Regions from separate parts of the Capsicum annuum genome. Here region 1 is linked to region 2. Evidence: chromatin contacts called from public Hi-C data. All regions are on one chromosome and are shown on one strand. Each heading gives the region's core, a stretch centred on a gene start, on an enhancer-like site or on the middle of the called end of the contact. The rest is flanking DNA. Distances are from core to core; before and after follow the strand shown.

Region 1 (6,274 bases), core at 3,025-5,524, 480 kb after region 2:
ATTTTATGGATTAGTTGTTTGTTTCATTCTTAGATTTTTATTTTATCATTATCTTATTTATGATGATGCCAGATGAGCCTTCCCCTATGATAGATTGAGTGACAACATTCTTAAGGGAAAATCATCCTAATTGAATTTGGATCCATCGATGCAGGGGAAGTCTGAGTACCCATAGGATTGGAGTTTTGGGATCACCCTTATACCTATGGTGAAGTTGAGTAGCCATATGGTTTTCCCTGATGAGAGACAAAATGTGACACAACAGCTTGGTTTTGTGCAATCAATAAAAAAATTTGCGTGGTGTAAATGCAAAGTAAACACCCTCTTTGTCCAATTTTTTTTGAAAACCAAAGGCATGGACGTGAATAATTTTGTAACTATACTTTACCTATATTTGTGACTCCGAAGTCATTAATTTGTAATATATGGTAAATACCTCCTTTTGTATCTAGTAGGAAATGCAATTGAGCCTCCTTGAAAAGTTTGCATGACATATGCGGTGAGCATAGTTGTTTAACTCTCATACATACTTCTATCATCTAGAACATTCCTTGTTAGTTTCTCAAGGCTAATTGTGATTATGCTTGGTTGGTGAAATGATCTTAGGTCTTTTTTGTGAGCATAGGAAGCCACTTTAGCCTAGATAGCCTACCCATACATAGAATAGTATCCTTAGTTACCCATCTTGAGCCTAAACCACATTACAAGCCTTGAACCATTTGAAGTTTGTTCCTCTTTTGAACCCTACCATCCTTGAACTTATAAAAATGAAACATGAGGCCAAATTCCTAAGTTGGGGGTGGTAAGTCTTGGAAGAGGTGACCTTGGGCCATGATATTATAAGTGGATGACTAAAAGGCTAAGCAAAAAGACAAAGTGAAAAAGTGAAAAAGAAAGGAATCATCAAAAGAAGGAATGGCATAAATTATAAAAAATAGTCTAAAATAAAATGCTTTCAAAGAGATAGGTAAATCAAGGTAGCGTAAGTAGGTATGTGTGAATTTAGGAAACAAATAAAGTGGTCCATGGTAAAAAGTTTGGTTAAATGGTGTGATATAGATGTTAAAGGAGGGTGTAGACACTTTGTTCCTAAATGATATCATACCCTTTCCCGAACCTATGTTACAATCTTGAAAAAGCCCTTCGAGATATCCAACCAAATGTATTCTTAGTAGTGGCGATTGAAAATAAGGGCAAGCATATGGAATGGTACTTGTTAGCATAGAGAGAGTCTTTATGATAGTGAGTGTTTGCACTTAAATACCTTGTTGCATAATAGGTAATTTGGTGTGTTGGATTTTCTTATTATGAGCAAGCATGTTGACTAATTGAGGCGGGGGAAATTGCAATCTTTCGAGAATCAGGTATAGGAGAATAATTGAGTCACTATAGATAGGTAGTCACTTCTAGATAGTTTTTCTTTAAATTCTTTTGCATCTTTGAGATTGTGCTTTATGTTGAATGAAGTTGTGAGAATAGCTTTTACCATGTTTGAGAGCTACTTATTGGTGTTAACCAATTTTGAAGTCATTGTAATCATTTGGTCATATAAAGAGGCTTAAATTTGGATAGTCTCATTGAGTAAGAAATTGTGTTTCTTAAGGACAAGCAAAGGTTTAAGTTGGGGGTGTCGATGACTGGTAAATTTACCGCTCACTTATCTCCAAATTCGTGTACACTACTATGGTTAAATGGTGTTAATAAGACAAATTTGTTATTGGAATGCACTAATTCCTATGTTTTACAGGCATACAGGTGACGGAAAGAAAAGAAGTGAAATAAGCTTAAAAGAGATCAAAATAGGAAGAGTTAGTGCAAAAACTGGAAAAGCAGGAGCAGGAATTAAGCCTCTATTATCACAATCGCGGTCTGAGGGTCATGATTGTGACCAACCCAAATCTGTCAAAAATAGTGATCATGATGGCTTCACCGCGATCACAGAGGAGATCGTGATGAAGCAGAAAATAGCACAAAGGCAGGTTTGTAGTTTCCCACAGCTAGTTCCAATCTTTAAAATTGCACAGGGGCAGATTTGTAGATTTTAAAATGAATAGAGGTAGCATAAATTATTAATGTTAAAATATAATTTTAAAGTTATTGAGTAAATAAGTGATAATGTGAATGAAACTGACAACTCATGCCTCTATTTTCTCTTCTTTATCAAATTCTTTTGGCAAAATAATTTATTGGACCCTGTACTTGTATGTCTTTGTATTAAGGACCCTTCTACTCACCCTTTTACTACTGGATACATAAATTGAATAAGACATAATATTTTTAACCTCTTTTATGGCTACTCGGTGTGCATCTAGTACAATTGCTTACGTTTACATCATTTTTTAATACCACCTAAGAGATTAAATATTTAAAAAAATAATTAAATCACATACCCCTCACCCCCCAGTCCACTTCTTATGTTATTCATACCTACCATCTACTTTGTTCCTCTTTCCCTCATCTCTTTTTCTTCATTCACTAGGTCCCCTCTCATGCCCCCTCCCCAACATCCTCCCATCCACATTTTTTTCCTCTTCTTCATCAAACCCTCCACCCCACCCCACCCCCTCTTTTCTCTGTTATTCTTCTTCTTAGATCCCTTCTTCCTCCTTATTTCTTCTTCAGATTCCTTTTACTACAAAGTTAGTGAAACTTGGGGAAGAGATTATAAAAAAATTTCAAAGTAGAAATAATTTTATTATACTCTTTATTATTCGTAGTATTTGATGGTAGAAGAAGGGCTTGAAAGTTTTTTGTGATTTTATTTTGTTTTCTTTAATTTAGTTTCAAGGAGTAACAATATTTTCTCTTTAATTTAGTAAAGAAAAGATTTGTATTTTTTGATTGAAAATTTGGTTTAATTAAATATGACTTTCAAATTAGAGAGAAAAATAAAAAACACAAAATAAATTAAAACTTTGAAGGTCGTGAAAATAGAGGAAGAATTGAGGAAGGGTGGAATCGAAAAGTTTGATCGAGTGAACGAAGAACTATGAAAAAATTGGATTTTGGTGACAGGGCCAAATCAAAACATATTTTAGTTGAAGGGATTGAAAGGTGGGGTAAGGAAAAGAGGGTGGGGGTGGAAGAAAGAAGGTTGTCGGGCATTTTAAAATTTTTTGGTCCTTTTATTTATTTTAATTATTTTTAGTCAAAAATCTCACGTGTATGCGTCTTATATTCGTGATTTCAGTATTTATTCCAATGTAACCATTAACTTGCCAAATAAGCTTGTTCAACGGTCATAGGATTTAAAATATTGCATTTTAATGGGTTTAAGAGTTCAGCAAACAAAAAGATAAGTAAGAGGGTCCAGAATACAAACACAAATAAGTATAGGTCCAGTAGATATTTTGCCAATTCTTTTTAGAGCAAGACAAGTGGATCGCTTATATTAGTCATTATCGAATCAAATGTTGTAAATGCAGCTAGTCATAATCACATGATGAACGACTGATTTCTTTTGGGAGCAAAGCATGTGAAATATTGAAATCAAACATTGTCAAGTTAGGAAATAAACATATTTTTCAAATGGATTAAAATACCACATCCTACATATAGCATTTTAAAAGCAATACTCTTCATTTCCATAGTTAAATAACAAGTATTTATTCAATTTTGAGAGGATCATAAAAGTACAAGTGATGATGGAAGCCAACAAGGTGGAGATCATATCCAAAAAAATGATCAAATCATCCTTCCCAACTTCTCCTCTGCTTAGAATCCACAAACTATCATTTCTTGATCAAATCTCACCTCCAGTTTTCATCCCTCTAATTTTCTTCTATCAACTTTTTCGCAAATTAGTGTCTTTGAAGCAATCTCTATCTGATGCTTTAAGTTGATTCTTCCCGTTAGCTGGAAGGCTCGACGATAAAAAATATTTCATCGATTGCAATGATGCTGGAGCTGATTTTATTGTTGCTCAAGGTCATGGTTATAACTTCTCAGAGTATGTAGAAACTCCAAAAATGGAGAAACTAAGAGATTTCCTCCCAAAAGTAGAAAAGGATGATGATGATGATGATGATGATTATGATGATGTCCTTCTAGCAGCCCAAGTTAATTTATTTGATACAAGGCCACGGAGGGGACTCGAAAATTGTGCAACCTTATTTTAACCTGGCAACTACTCTTTTTCCACTGATAGACTTGTCTAATTCAAGTTTTAATACATCCTTAGGGATGAAAAAGGAAAAGTTCTAACAAAGAGGAGATTTGTTTTTTATAAGGAAAAGCTTGATGCCCTCAAGAAATCAGCTTCATCAGGATCACAAGAGAAAGATCCCACTCGCGTGGAAGCTCTATCAACCTTTATATGGGAGGAGACTTGGAAATTGAACAAAGATTCTAACAAGAAGATGTTCGTGCATGCAGTGAATTAAAGGTCGAGAATGAATCCAACCATACTAGACTACTTCTTTGGGAACTTATAGACAGCTGCGTTGGCATTTTCAGAAATGGTTGAAAGTAGTACAAGACACGATTTGATATACCAGCTAAGAAGTGAAATAAGGAAAATCAATAGTGATTACATTAGGAAATTAAAGAACAGACTAGACTTCTTGAAACATATGGGAAAGTTAGCTAAGATGTTTTTAAAAGGGAAGTTGAGTTTTGTAATTTTACAAGCTGGTGTAGGTTTCCTGTGTATAAAGTGGATTTCAGAAGGGGAAAGCCAGTATGGGTATGTACGACCATTTTTCGTATGAGAATATAATCATCTTTCTGCGCATAAAATACGGGGAAGGAATAGAAGCATGGGTTAACATGCTCGAAGATGATGATAACTTTATCGGAAATAACCTCTCTTACCTTCACAAAGTAGGAGCAAGATTTTTTGTTGGTAAATAAATATTTTATTTCACCAAAAGGATATTTTCAAGTTCCAAACAGGGTTAAACCCCCTGTTTCTCATACAGGAAATCAAAACTTTACCAACTCTAGGACCTCACCTATCAGTTAGGGATTCTAATCTAATAATAACTAACAAAGAGACGTTCTATCAAAATTACGATCAAGAAATTATAGCAACAATCAGGTGACTTCTTCATGGTACTGTAACTTGTTGTAGAGGAACTTCCCATTTCCTGTATGTTTGGCTTTGGATATTGACATGGATGGAAATTTCCCGATAAACCTGGTCCTAATTATACCTTCCCTATTAGAATAGGATAAGGTTCCTGGTTCTCCACATTGTATTGATCACCATCGCAAATATATAGCTAATGATGGAGCTTTTGGATAATCCTCCCTTTGTTTGTTTGGTCACCCACTTTAATTCAGTTGTCCAGTAACCTACATTCCTCTGTACTCCTATCCATTGCAGCAATCTGCTCTACAGTCTTCTAATGACATTACACTTCATGAATAGATGATCATGGGTCTCATCAGCATTTCGATAGAACACACATTCAACAGGTATTTGTATCCCAATTCTTGCTAGTCTTTCCACTATAGGGATCCTGTGGTGTAATGCTATCCATAATGTGAACTTATGCCTGGGATGTATACATGGGCTTAACATAATACCTTTCCAAGGGAATTTTGGATATTGAGGTGACAACGCATCATAAAGCTTTTTAATCAGGAACTTTGAGCCTTTGACACATGATGCCAGTCTAGTCTGCAAGTCTTCTTGTAATCCATGGGCCCTCATAATCTGTTGTATTGAATCAATGATCTTCCTGATAACCAGAGTAGAATTTTTTGGGCTTGCATAGGACTCTATAGAATTATTTTTTATGTAATAGATATGAACCCATTTAATCCAAAGACAGTCATTCTTGTCAGCAAGATCCCAGAGCTGTTTTGTAATAGCAGTTGCATTCCAAAGGTATAAGTTCATGACATTTAGACCCCCTGCGGCCTTTGGAAGGAAAATCTTTTCCCAATCCACAAGTGCTTTTTTAGAAGTCAGTATATTTCCAGTCTACAAAAAAAACTCTACACAACCTATTTATCATCTTCATAATTTTCTTTGGTAGCAAGAATATCTGTGTATAGTAAGTTTGGATAATAAACACCACAACCTTTATTAGCTGGAGTCTTCCTGCATATAAGATTAACTTTGCACTCCAATATGTCATTCTTTCAACAACCTTTTCCACCAAGGGCATGCGTTGATCTATAGTAATCTTTTTTGAGGAAAGAGGTACACCTAGATATTTAAGGGGAATACCCTCCTCCTTGTAGCCCAGATACTCAAGGATTTGTTGCTTTTCCTGAGGTTTACACTCGAGAAATAGACTGAGTTTTTGTCAATATTTGCTTGAAA
Region 2 (5,956 bases), core at 2,088-4,587:
ATCTATTCATGTCATAGTAAATCTGAAATTTACTAAAGTAAAGGCACATATCATGATAAACTTAGAGTTTACTAGTATAAAAGTTCATAAATTGATATGAACGATCACAACATTCCAAAGATGTCCATCAATTAAACATATACTGAAGAATTAGAAAATTCTTCATGTACTTTGAATGGTGCTTGCCCTCATAATAAGTTAGTTAGACCAACTAATTTTGGGAGTGGATCCCTTAAAATCTGAAAAGTATAAAAGGTGAATAAGGACTCGTTCACCTATCATGTGATATGTTGAAAAGATGCATCAATAAGATGATCACATGTACATTCATTGTCAACCTGCGTTTGATATGCATAAAGTTGCTTGCTCAATAAAATTGAGTTAAGAGCATAATTTTCAGATTGTATAATCAAGACAATTTATCATGATAATGTTGGTTTGGCATTAAATGCCTTCAATAAATAGTCGAACCACTGCTAATGATAACAAAGCTTTATATGTTGGTTTGAAATATGATATATACAAAAGTACTTGTATACATCAAACCAATAAATTATTATTAATCTCCCTCAAAGTTTATTTTGAGTCAAGAACCATACATTGTCCATTTAATAGTTTTGATATGCGGTATACGATTAATAAATATACCATGATGCACAAAGATGGATTCCTTAAAAAAGATAGAGCATGTATGTTAGTTTTCTTAACATAAGGGGGAGATTATAAGAAACTATGAAATATGTTAGGAATTATCACCAGATCCTCATTCAAAAGATAATTCAAGTCAAATGCCGAAAGCATCTCATATTTAAGTTGCAAGTGCTCCTGTTTTGTGTTCCTAAAGGACAAAGTCTATGCATGTGTGAAGCATGGTAGACCAATCGGTTTCAAATGAAATAATCCTTGAAAAGGATGCAGAGCAAATAATCATAATAAGAAGGCAATATGCTCTTGAAGAGCCTACAACATAACACTTCATAAAACCTTATGAGAGGTTCAGGTACCTAAAAATAATGAAGTAATGAGATCTCAAAATATTATATCACACTGTGAACTGATACAAAATAATATATCATCAATGATATCTTTGATACAATATTTGTGCAATATTGTAAAAGATTATGAGGATCTTAATTCTATGTTAATTTAAGCATGCTGACGTAGAAACATTTATCAAGTGACATAAAAGGATGCATCTTAGTAAGCATAAAACTTATTTGATTTGCAGTCCAGATACTTGAAGAAGTCACGTATGAAATGTTGAATATTGTCACTTGACAAAATTTACATAACTTGTTTAAGGATTCAAAATTTTTGAAGCATATAAAAGTTTCTGGGAAACTTATTTATAATCCTTATATTGTATAAGCTTATATCTTGAAAATTATTGAAACTCTTGAAGAGTTTTCAAAAGCAATAGAATATTTGCTTAAATGAGAAACATGCATAATTGAATAAGGATTCATTCCAAGCTCAAGAAAAGAATGAGGAACTCTTTGGTTAAGAAGTATCATATCTTAGTGTAATTGGTTCACTAATGTATCTTGCAAATACGCATGACATAGCCTTTTTTGATTAATTTGTTAGTAAGGTATATTTAGTTCTGCTCCTACTAGAAGACATCGGAATATGATCAAACATATGAGCTTATTTTATTCTAAAGATCGTAATCCTGATCTTTTGGTTATGCTGATGTTGGGTACTTATCTGATCCATATAAAGCTCGATCTCAAATAAGTTATATATTCACATGTGAGGATGTTGTCATATCTTGGAGATATACAAAGCAGTCTATATAGCCACTATATCAAACCATGCTGAGATAATAGCTATTCATGAAGCAAGCCGAGAATGAGTATGGTTGAGATCCATGATACATTTTATTTGAGAAAAATGTGGTGTGAAATGTGACATTGTACCCACAATTTTATACGGATATAATGCAGCATGCACAGCACAACTTAAGAGAGGATTCGTGAAAGGAGATAGAACGAAGCACACTTCATCAAAGTTTTTCTACATACATGAGCTCCAAAAGAATGGTGATATTAACGTGTAACAGATTCATTCAACTGACAATATAACTGATTTATTCACCAAGTTTCCTTCAATTGCAACTTTCAAGAAGATGGTGCACAAGATCGGGATACAAAGGCTCAAGAATGTTCTCATTAGGGGGAGTTAATACGCGTTGTACTCTTTTCTCCTTACGGGATTTTGTTCCATTGGATTTTCCTTGTAAGGTTTTTAATGAGGCAGCCTATATGCGTATTGTCAGAGATATATTCTTTTTTCTTTATTAGATTTTTTTTCACTGAGTTTTTTCTAGTAAGGTTTTAACGAGGCACATTATCTATCAATTAGACATTCAAGGGGGAGTGTTATAAATATATTACTATATATAGTGAATGTCTACTTTATCATATAAAGTGAATGTGTACTTTACCAATTATAGTGTGTCTATTTATGAAAAAGTTAGAAACCCCAAGATTAGTTTTTCCCTATAAATAAAGAAATTTTCTTTCATTATAATTAACCCATCAAGAATCCCTCAAGAGAAATAATATTCATTCTTTTTTCTCTCTCTATTCTTCTTCTTTGTTTTATATTTCATAACAATTATTTTATTTTATTTTATTTTTATTATAGGTAGTTATTTTAAGACTAAAGTGATAACAACTGTGTGTACTACATGACTTGACATTCACGTGCTGCAAAACTAATAAGGAAAAAGGCTCAAATATATTATTAAATTTTTTTAAAAAAAAACTCATTTATATTATCCGTTAAAATTGAACTCATTTAGATCATTGCCGTTAAACAAATGGTTGGTTATTGCCATTTTTATTAGCAGAAAACAGTTTTTGAACTTACAATACCACTTTTTACTCGTGACAAATAATAGTTCGGCCACGTCACTAATCAAATCAACCAAAATTAAAAACCCACCTGAATTTTAAAAAAAACCACCCTTACCGACCCACATCCCCTTTTAACCGATTAGAGTGAAGGTTATGAAGATGCTGATGATACAGTTGCTTTATCAAATTCTCTTGAAAATGCGTTGCCGTTGAGCAGTGGACTTGGGTCTAGTGCTGCTGATAATATAGCAACTTTAATCAAGGGTAGTTTTGTGTTGAGTAGAAGTTATGATCTACTAGAATTGATTCCATTGAAGTTTCCATATGAAAAAGATTTGTTTTTTTACTTTCTAATTCCGAATTCAAATCCCCAACGAAGAACATGAGGGCCGCATAGCCACCGGAGGTGACATGGAACTTTAGTCAGGCGGGAGGCATCGGTGGCCGTGATATTGCAGGAGTTTAGGCAAGGCGTTTCCATCGGATAAGATTGTCGAGCCGACAAGAGGCCGTTAATTCCTGGGATGGACGGGTGAAGAAGCGGCGTCAAAGGGCGTTTGGTTGCACTATAAGCAGAGCTGGACCTACTTTGGTGGCGGTGACGGATGAGGAAGAAAGCGAAGAAGTGTGAAGTAGGAATTAGAATGTGGGTCGGGTAAGTGCGTTTTTTTTTTAGTTTAGGTGGGTTTTTAATTTTTGGTTGATTTGATTAGTGACACGACCGAATTATTATTTGCCATGTGCAGAAAGTAGTATTGTAAAACCAGGTTCTTTTTCCTGTAAATAAAAATGATTGTTTAACATCAATGGCATTACTAAACTCTAACTTCTAATAAGTCTTTTCTCAAAGTTCGATAGCATATTTGAACTTTTTCCTTTTAAAAATTAGCCCCTACCAAGAAAGTCACAGATGTAACTATGAAGCGCGAATGAAGATCCGAGTTTCTGAGTATACGAGAGAAACGGTAATCAAAATTTTCTAATGCATTTAATTGATTTAACGAAAAAGTTAAAACCATGAATGAGTGTGCCATTTGAACTGTTTGTGCCATTGGATCAATACCATTTTTTCACCACAGTGCTACCAGCCTATGCCAAACAACTCAAAAAAAAAAAAAAGAGAGAAAAGATGACCCGACTGCCTACACATTGCTCTCCGACCAAGCTCCAAGGCTCTGGGATGAGACAGCTAAACACCTTGATCATACCAAGGGTCGTCCTACACCTAGATTCAAGAACGATTGAACCAAGGCCCAGTCGAACCATTTACATGCCCATTGCTGTGGATCCCAACACCATTTGGAACAAGGGATGGGGGCAGTCCAACAGCCATTGGAGGAGGAGCGGCAGGAAACAACGCATGAGTGGGTGGAAGATTATGGGGGCTTACTAAAGGACTACCAGCTGGACTTCCATTGCGGTGTTGGATGGCGTGGATCTGTCTGAGCCCTTCTTCATGAATCCGTGACAATGTCTCCAACTCATTCATTGATAAAGCTTCCAAGCCAGCTCCATACAGTGGGGCATGCCGAGACATTTCTTCCTGAAGTGATGCTTCAAGCTGACGGATGTATTGCTGAAAATGAAGCAACAAAAGAAAATAATCAGTTTTGATACCTAGCGCCTATCACAGTAAGTTCCACAGAAAAAAAAGAGTCGCAAGATGGCACCAAAATTGTGCCAAATTTGTACAGTAACAGTGATCACAAACGATGTGGAAGAAAGACAAATAAAACCAGAAAACTCAAAAGGGAAAAAGATTAAATCGTTAAATTAGCAGAAGTAGCCTTATATCCATGGAAAATTGCTTATCATTTTTATATTTTCCTATCTTGACTTCTGCAAGATTTATAAAAAAACAAAATAATTTAAAAAAAAAAAACGAATTAAAAAAGATCCACACCTTTGCTAGCTTTTGCACTCTTCTGCTACCTTTGAGAGGGTGAAAGTAAGGCACATCCAAGAAACCAACAAAAATTCAGTACTCTTATATATAGACTCAAAACACCTGAACCAGCCCTAGAAGGATATATAGAATGCAGTCCTGCCTTTCTAAATTATAACAATAAAGAAAAATATACTCCCTAAGTGATCAAATTTCCATAAATACTACGATGGCTGCTTTGCCTAATATATCTATACTTCATTTTTAAATTTTTTGTGATATTCGACTAGGTAGGAAAGATCCTTTTTTCTTACATTTTCACAACATAGAAGATTTAAACCACCTCCATAATGAAGGCAGAAAACAAGACATAAGGAAACAGGACAAGAAATATCAAGAGTAAGAACCTCGCAAGCCTCCAGCTTGGATTCCATTCCATCAATAAAAGCTTCACAGCGAGCAACCTGCTCCTCCTTTTCACGTTTCTCCCCTTCTGTTTGCCCAACTGTTTGGGTCAACCGGCGTACTTCATCCTCAAGTGATTTTCGTAATTCTTCTCTGGTCACTTTCTCTGTGGCATAGCGTTTCAATTCCTCATCAAATCTTTTCCGTGCAGCTTCAGCATTCTTTAACCTTTCCGCAAGAGCATTTTTCTCCTTCATCACTCTCTGCAAGATTGATAATTTACAGACGAGGAAAAAGAAAAATGTGGTGTGAATACATTTGGAGAACCCCAAAAGAAAACGAAAGAAACAAACACACAACAAATTTAATGTTGTTATACAGAATACAGAGAAGAAGAACAAGAAGAAAAGTTACTTTTAGATGATAAAAAAAAATATTCTGCTTATTTATTCATTCACATCTTAGAAAATAAATAGACAAAAGACTCCTATTCTATTTCAACAAGGGTACTAATAAAATCCTAGTCTATCTCAACTAAATAACTGAATTTCAGAAATAAAATTACTAAACTAAAAAGGAAAGATAACAGCAAACAACTCAATATTGCAACACTCCTTGAAATGTTTGCTGGTAACTCCAAGTTGTTCACAAAGAGCTTCAAATTTGTATTTGGGAAGAGCTTTGATAAATATATCAGCGAGTTGCTCCTCTGAACTACAATGGACAAGCTTGATTTCCTTATTTTTCTCAGCTTCTCTAATGGCATGATACTTGACAAGGATGTGCTTTGTTTTACTATGTTGCA

What was found. Hi-C and Micro-C count contacts between places; a contact is called where the count stands out from the background.
Region 1: a contact with region 2 is called in a Hi-C map of leaf, with 3 times the contacts expected there. The contact joins two enhancer-like sites. A contact is called at or near these places in 2 of 5 Hi-C or Micro-C datasets (leaf and placenta).

The regions. Positions count from the first base shown.
Region 1 is chr6:99,198,192-99,204,465 of UCD10Xv1.1, forward strand. No RefSeq gene overlaps it. Among protein-coding and RNA genes, the nearest start is that of LOC107873228, 12 kb to the right of the region's middle. Within about 2 kb of position 4,275, at least 4 of the 5 cell types and tissues checked have an H3K27ac peak or open chromatin away from gene starts, as enhancers often do. A contact at or near this core is called in leaf, where this site is marked.
Region 2 is chr6:98,716,889-98,722,844 of UCD10Xv1.1, forward strand. LOC107873225 reads right to left here. Exons shown (of 10, transcript XM_016719983.2): 9 at 5,154-5,414; 10 at 3,828-4,437. The coding sequence ends at 4,093. Among protein-coding and RNA genes, the nearest start is that of LOC107873225, 40 kb to the right of the region's middle. Within about 2 kb of position 3,338, at least 4 of the 5 cell types and tissues checked have an H3K27ac peak or open chromatin away from gene starts, as enhancers often do. A contact at or near this core is called in leaf, where this site is marked.